Regions from separate parts of the Mus musculus genome. Here region 2 is linked to region 1. The links are chromatin contacts, called in public HiChIP or PLAC-seq maps. All regions are on one chromosome and are shown on one strand. The core of a region is the stretch at or near the end of the contact, and the rest is flanking DNA. Distances in the headings are between cores, read along the strand shown.

The links. HiChIP or PLAC-seq counts read pairs in DNA pulled down with a chosen protein or histone mark.
Region 2: an H3K4me3 HiChIP or PLAC-seq map of the SCID.adh cell line shows a contact between it and region 1, with 15 read pairs. The contact joins the promoter of Cbx6 here to the enhancer-like site in region 1. A contact is called at or near these places in 1 of 15 datasets of contacts at CTCF or cohesin (stem cell-derived epiblast-like cells), 2 of 484 Hi-C or Micro-C datasets (CD4 T cells and regulatory T cells), 6 of 115 datasets of contacts at active chromatin or transcription factors (the 230-238 cell line, the SCID.adh cell line, embryonic stem cells and 2 more) and 4 of 9 other capture datasets (adipose tissue, embryonic stem cells, liver and 1 more).

What each region holds. Positions count from the first base shown.
Region 1 is chr15:79,727,179-79,730,515 of GRCm38.p6, reverse strand. Sun2 (Sad1 and UNC84 domain containing 2) reads left to right here. Exons shown (of 18, transcript NM_001205345.1): 9 at 172-426; 10 at 958-1,035; 11 at 1,440-1,483; 12 at 1,935-2,100; 13 at 2,432-2,653; 14 at 2,916-3,000. Among named protein-coding and RNA genes, the nearest start is that of Sun2, 14 kb to the left of the region's middle. Within about 2 kb of position 1,670, at least 40 of the 459 cell types and tissues checked have an H3K27ac peak or open chromatin away from gene starts, as enhancers often do. A contact at or near this core is called in the SCID.adh cell line and regulatory T cells, where this site is marked.
Region 2 is chr15:79,832,823-79,836,159 of GRCm38.p6, reverse strand. It overlaps Cbx6 (chromobox 6), which reads left to right and starts at 1,827. Exons shown (of 5, transcript NM_028763.3): 1 at 1,827-2,017; 2 at 2,202-2,245; 3 at 2,393-2,458; 4 at 2,582-2,648. The coding sequence starts at 1,949. It overlaps Npcd (neuronal pentraxin chromo domain), which reads left to right and starts at 1,827. Exons shown (of 9, transcript NM_001013362.2): 1 at 1,827-2,017; 2 at 2,202-2,245; 3 at 2,393-2,458; 4 at 2,582-2,648. The coding sequence starts at 1,949.

The sequences.
Region 1 (3,337 bases), core at 421-2,920:
CTCTGTCTTTCCGGCCCACCAGGCTGAGCAGCGCATACTCGGGAAGCCTGTGGTGTGCTGCCCTGGGCCCATGCTCTGTCTTTCCTCTGGCCCACCAGGCTGAGCAGCGCATACTCGGGAAGCCTGTGGTGTGCTGCCCTGGGCCCATGCTCTGTCTTTCCGGCCCACCAGGCTGAGCAGCGCGTTCTCTCCCGGGTTCACTCTCTGGAGCGGCGTCTGGAAGCCCTTGCTGCAGACTTTTCCTCCAACTGGCAGAAGGAGGCCATACGGCTGGAACGCCTGGAGCTGCGGCAGGGGGCTGCTGGCCATGGAGGAGGCAGTAGCCTGAGCCATGAAGATGCCCTGTCTCTCCTAGAAGGGTTGGTGAGCCGCCGCGAGGCTACCCTGAAGGAGGACTTGCGCAGGGACACAGTGGCTCATATCCAGGTGGGAGAACATTGTTGCCTGGAGGTGGGGTGGCACATTTCATAAAGGCAATGCCATAGAAAACCCTGACAGTCATGTGGGATGTAGGAGGCCCCATGGGGCCCGGGGGAGATGGTAGTGTGTCACTTAGGGCCATTTGCCAGGTGCCCTGTCAAGATGAAGATGATCCGTCTTCCATGGTGAGAGACGTGTCAGGCACAGGTGGTATTCCTTGTATTTCAGAGCCTTGTAGATAAGACCAGGAGCTGAAACTCCCGGAAAAAACCCTAGAAGGAACCCAGTTAGACCATGTCTAGTCACAAGTATTCCGAGGGCAGCTGTCAAACCCTCTTGGTGTGGTGGTGCACACCTTTAATCCCAACACTTCACTTAGGTAGAAGCAGGGAGATCTCTGAGTTCAAGGCCAGCCTTGTCTACAGAGGGAGTTCTGGGATAGTCATAACTATATAGAGAGATGCTGCCTCAAAAGAAAACAAGAAGAAGAAGAAGAAAAAAAAAACACCCAAAACAACCAGTCCTCATATCTGGTAGGAAGAATTGGCTACCCTGAGGGCAGAGCATCACCAAGACTCGGAAGATCTCTTCAAGAAGATCGTCCAGGCCTCTCAGGTCAGTGGGCTAGGCATGCAGCCCTGCACTGGGATCTCACCCAATTACATCTGTCCTTGGTTCTACCATGGATACTGCTGGGATGTTGAGTAGAGGGGGGTGGGATAGTCTCATGCCTTCTCTGGGGCCTGAACTTGCCTTGGACAGACGGTCCACAGTGACCCCGGGATGTGCATGGTGCAAGGGTGGTGTCTGTGCTGAGTGTGTTGTGCTCAGTGAACATAACCTAGGTGGGAATGAGTCTGATAAGGGCTGAGACTCACAGGACTTCCCCTGCTTTGATCTTTGCTGAAAGCGCTGGGGCACCCGTTCAAGGTCGTGGTTAAGCAAACACTCCCATGTAGAACTCTCAGACTTCTCTGAACTCATCTTGGCTTATTCTTGCCCTTTCTTGCTGCTCTTAGGAGTCCGAAGCCCGAGTCCAGCAGCTGAAGACAGAATGGAAAAGGTAATGGCAGCCACCTGGCCATGGCCTGCTCTGCCACCCCGTTAGGGTTCTGCCTGGTTGACTGAGACTTAGCTTAGGATCCTGCCTATGGCCTCTACGGTACAAGGCAGGTTGGTAAGGCCTTGGGGAGGCAGGGACAGGCACGGCAGTGAAACTGGAGCCTGTGGGCTGGTCTTTTCTGTATGCCTTCTGCTCTTATGACCTAGATGTGAAGGCATGGCAGGCTGTGGCATTGTGAACTGTGCTGTCCAAGCCTACAGAGAATCAGGTCAGAATTAGCTGTGAGACAGGCAAACCCAAGCTCCTGGGCTGTGTTCTACTGCCAGACTCCAAGGGCAGCCCTGGCACTTCACACACAGTGATGGGCTTCCAGCTTATGACAGGAGTCAGTCAGGGGTCCCTCATCCTTCCTCAGTGTGGCCTTACCTTGCTTCCCTCCATCTGGAACTAGCATGACCCAGGAGGCCTTCCAGGAGAGCTCTGTGAAGGAGCTGGGACGGCTGGAAGCCCAGCTGGCCAGCCTGCGGCAGGAGCTGGCTGCCCTGACTCTGAAGCAGAACTCGGTGGCAGATGAAGTGGGCCTGCTGCCACAGAAGATCCAGGCTGCCAGGGCTGATGTGAGCGGGAAGTACCCAGAGCCCTACTAATCACCTCCCCTCTGAGACCACCTGCCTGGGAGGGGGCATCTGTCAGCTGGAGCAGCGTCTTTGGCCTGTTGTTCTAGAGGCGCATGCATGGCTGATCTGATGCAGGCCTAGGCTCTTGGGGAAAATGCTTTCCAATCCCAGTCTCTGTTCCCTGGAGAGTTCCTAGCCTCTAACACCTCTCTCAGGGGCTCCAGCCTTCCCTTCCAGCTCTGCTTCCTCCTCCAGTGACAGCCCACCCACCCTGTCATAGCTGCCCCTGCCATTAGTGCAAGCTTCTGAGTGACACTGCCTTTGTCTGTAGGTGGAATCCCAGTTCCCTGACTGGATCAGGCAGTTCCTTCTTGGAGACAGGGGTGCGCGCAGCGGGCTCCTGCAGAGAGATGAGATGCACGCTCAGCTGCAGGAGCTGGAGAACAAGATCCTTACCAAGATGGCTGAGATGCAGGGCAAGTCAGCCAGGGAGGCCGCAGCGTCCCTGGGACAGATACTGCAGAAAGAAGGCATAGTTGGGGTGACAGAGGAGGTAAGGGATGACTGTTCCCCCAACACGCTGCCTCTCCCCTGGAAGTCTCACACTGCCAGCTCTTCATGTGTGTTAGGACATGATAGACCCTCCTGGCTGGAGGTTCAGGTGTAGATTCTGGGCTCAGTGTGTGTGGGTGGTGGAATGAACAAAGCCTGCTTGGGTACTACTGGTGCCAGTTCAGCAGGGCCAGTTCATGGATATGCACGCAGTACCTGGTATGCCCCAATCACATCCCATGTCTGCCTGGGGCATGTTTTAGCAGGTGCACCGGATCGTCAAGCAGGCCCTGCAGCGCTACAGTGAGGACAGGATTGGAATGGTGGATTACGCCCTGGAATCAGGAGGTGTGTGTGCCTTCACCAATTCACCGTATCCTGGTCCTTACACTGGCGAGGCCCCAGGTCTGCCAGGCAGCACAGTGCTAAGCACACAAGGCTTGACACCAGCACAAACTAGACTCCCATCCAAGGCAAGGGTGGCTGAGGGAAGCCATGAGCCAGAGTGGACCCCTGGCTGGGAATGGCTCTGTGAGACTAGGTTAGAGCTAAGGGGTGGGCCTGAGGAACTTGTTCCCATGCTCTCTAAGGCAGGCAGTAGCAGTCTCTTCCCTGGCCGCCTTTTTAGTCCTGGAACCACTACCTGAGTAGTGGGCCAACCCACTTTGAGATTTAAAATCGTTCT
Region 2 (3,337 bases), core at 578-3,077, 110 kb before region 1:
AGAGCGGGTCATGTTACGCTGCTCTATTTGGAGCTGTTTGTTACAGCAGCAACTTGACACAAATCCATCTACTGCTGGGGAACTATCTGCACCTTGAGGTCACGCAGGGAGAAAGGCAATTTTCTCACCGCACTGACTTTTGTTTCCCAAAGCTTCCACAATGGCTCACAAAGACTGCTGAGTGATCTGCTATGTGGATAGGTGGCCATCTTCTTCATCCTGTGGCCTCCTCAGCTTGCACAAGCACAGACACCCACACATTCAACTTACCTGCTCATCCACGCCACCCCACCGGGGCAGAACAACTCTCTACTTAGGTGATGTTCACCTCAGGTTTGCTGTCTTGCCAGCTAAGAGGATTTTCTCAGTAGCATAAAGACTTTGAGGGGGAGCAGAAGGATTTCAGTCAATGTACTTTCTATACATATCTGCAGGCGTGCAGGGATGGAAAGCTGAGATTTTCATCAGTGAATTTGCACCTTCAAGAAATGGTGCAATCGCGGGGAGACTTGTACAACCCTGTGCCCCCACCCCATTCTAATAAGCCAATCATGAAATCAAAAGATAATCCTGACCCTTACAAATCCCCACCCCTCCTCCAGCCCAGCCCTAGACAACAGGTGAACAGAGCAAAATCAGTGTTAATGTCCAATCAATATCATTAAGGGAGGATAGCATCTCCAGTGTGAATAGTACAACCCTATAGTGCTTAAACATTTAAATAGATAGAACATGTGTGCCTGTGTTCTCCAAGTAGGTGATGTATCTATGCATATTCATGCAGGCCCGAGTTTAGGGAAAGAACTGGGCTAGAGGACCCCAATGACTTAATACAGGTTATGAATTGCTCCTTCCCTTTCGTTTCCTTATTTATATGTGGTTAATTTTTTTTTCTTTTTGCAAAGAACAAGACCACTGGCCTAATGGAAACTCCGATTAAATAATTTTTCAATGTGTGTTTCCAGCGAGGTGGGCTACATCCAAGAGGGAAAGTTCCAGATCCCACTTGCGCCTCCCAGGAGCAATGGCGGAGTCATTCCTGCAGCTGTGGTTTGTAGAATTATGCTGTGGCCTGCGGCCTGAAAATCCCAATACAGATTTGACCATGAAGGCGGGTTCTGCTGAGTGACCCAAAGAAAGACTGCTTTGGACTCAATCTGGGATGCCCTGCGGTTCTCTTTTGAGACCTCTCTCTCTTTGGTTTATAAACACACTCGCCAAGGTCTACTTGTAGGTGTTGAGACCATGGTCGCAGGCCTGGGTCACCTCTGCAGTCACCCCCCCCCCCCCGCCGCCCCCTTCCTGCTGTGGCGTTTTTGTTTTAACTTATCTGAACCGGTTACAAAACCACACTCCCACGAATACATAAATAATGGATGGGGTGATGTGTTAAAGAAATCCCCACAAGGCCTGGCAAAGCTGCAGTGAATGCATTTCTGCTGTATCATATTTAACTGTTTGCAAACGTCTGCAGGAGGATGCACAGCGCCTAGAGACTCCTGGGCCTATCGCATCTCTCTGTCGAGGGCCTGGCAATTCTGGCATGAGGAGTTACAAGGAGGGTAGGAGGTGGCAGGGATCCTGGGCCTGCAGGATGAAGTGGGACAATGTAGGATTGCACTGCACCTCACTCGGCTTGGCAGCAGCCAAGCATCCATCGGTCTCCCGCCAGGACTGCGGGGGAGAGGACAGGCCCCTTTAAGAGCCTTCGCGCGCCCCCGCCCCGCGAGCGCTCATTTTCCCTAGCAACCGCCCCGGGGGAGGGGGAGGCCCTGGCAACGGCGCTCAGGCCCGGAGCATCACGTGACGGCCCGCAGCTGGAACGCGAGCGCGCGCCCCGCCGAGCGCCCGCCCGCCGGGGGCCTGAGCGCTGGGGCGCGTGCGCGAGCGGTGCAGCACCGGCCGCGGGAGCAGGGAGTATTATGGGCTGTGGGTGCCGCTGAGCAAGATGGAGCTGTCTGCAGTAGGCGAGCGGGTCTTCGCGGCCGAATCCATCATTAAACGCCGGATCCGCAAGGTGAGCCCTCGGCCGGGACAGCCCTGTGTTCCCCGCGGTGGTGTCGGAGCCCGCGGGGCCCTCGGGGTGCAGTGGTCCGGCTAGCCGGGTTCCCTCAGCCACCCCCGCGCCGCCGCCTCCTCGCGTCCCTGCATCTTCCCCACCCCCACCCCCTATTTTTTTTTTTTTCCTTTCTGTTTTTCAGGGACGCATCGAGTACCTGGTGAAATGGAAAGGGTGGGCGATCAAGTGAGTGTCGTGGGTCGTTGGCATGGGGACTGGGGAGGCGGCAAGAAGACACCTGGGCCTTGGATAGGGGGTGCGTGCTTGAGCCCTCGCGGTGTGCCCCTGCCCCTTGGGTTTTCATTTTGCTCTTCTGTACGCGTGACTCGGCAGGTACAGCACTTGGGAGCCAGAGGAGAACATTCTGGATTCGAGGCTCATCGCAGCCTTCGAGCAGAAGTGAGTTGGAGAAGCTGGCAGGCGCGGTGGGGCGCCGCGCAGGGAAGCGGGAAAGGCGGGCAGGGTCGGGGAGTGGGGCCCAGGAAGGGACCCTTTTTCATCTTTGGCGTTTCTTGACTACAGGGAAAGGGAACGTGAGCTGTATGGGCCCAAGAAGAGGGGACCTAAACCCAAAACTTTCCTCCTAAAGGTAACCTGGCCCAGCCCCAGCAGCCCCCGCTCGGGCCCCCAGCCAGGGCGCAGCACAGGGCCGGCCTGCAAGGGAGGGACAGATCCGCCGCTGCCTAGGCGGGCAGGCTTTTCCAGAGGGGCCCCAGCTGGGCAGGGGGTGGTTGTGAGTCCCTGACAAGTCCCTGGCAGCGGGCCGTAGCCAGCCCAGCCAGAGGGGCCTGGGAGTGGGGTAATCAGGGATGAAACCAGGAACTGGGGGTGGGGGATCGACTGTGCTCCAGGAAGCGGGTGAGTGAAGCAGGTGGGGCATACTCAGGGGAGGAGGTGACTGGGAAGTTCTTTTCGCTAGTGAGACCCTTCATCTCCTCCAGCCTTGAACACACTGGCCTGTTTTGTGATTTAGAGTCTTGGAGCTGTTGAGTATAGATAGGCTTACCTCCTGGCAAAACACTGGCCTCCCATGCCCTATAACTGCCCACCTCCTTTGGAGTGTATTCTGTACCTTCTCCCATAGCACTTGGGGGCCCGGCTTGAATTTGACCTTAAATTACTTCAACCTGAATTTGATCATTCACACTGGACTACCAGCTTTCGGGTCCTGAGCCTGTCTACCCCTAATCCTGATATTTCTGGAGGTTCCAATGAAGATGGGGTGGGGCATGGTGAACATAGCCTGTTTGGCAAGAGAGCGAAGAACTTCATGGGAAG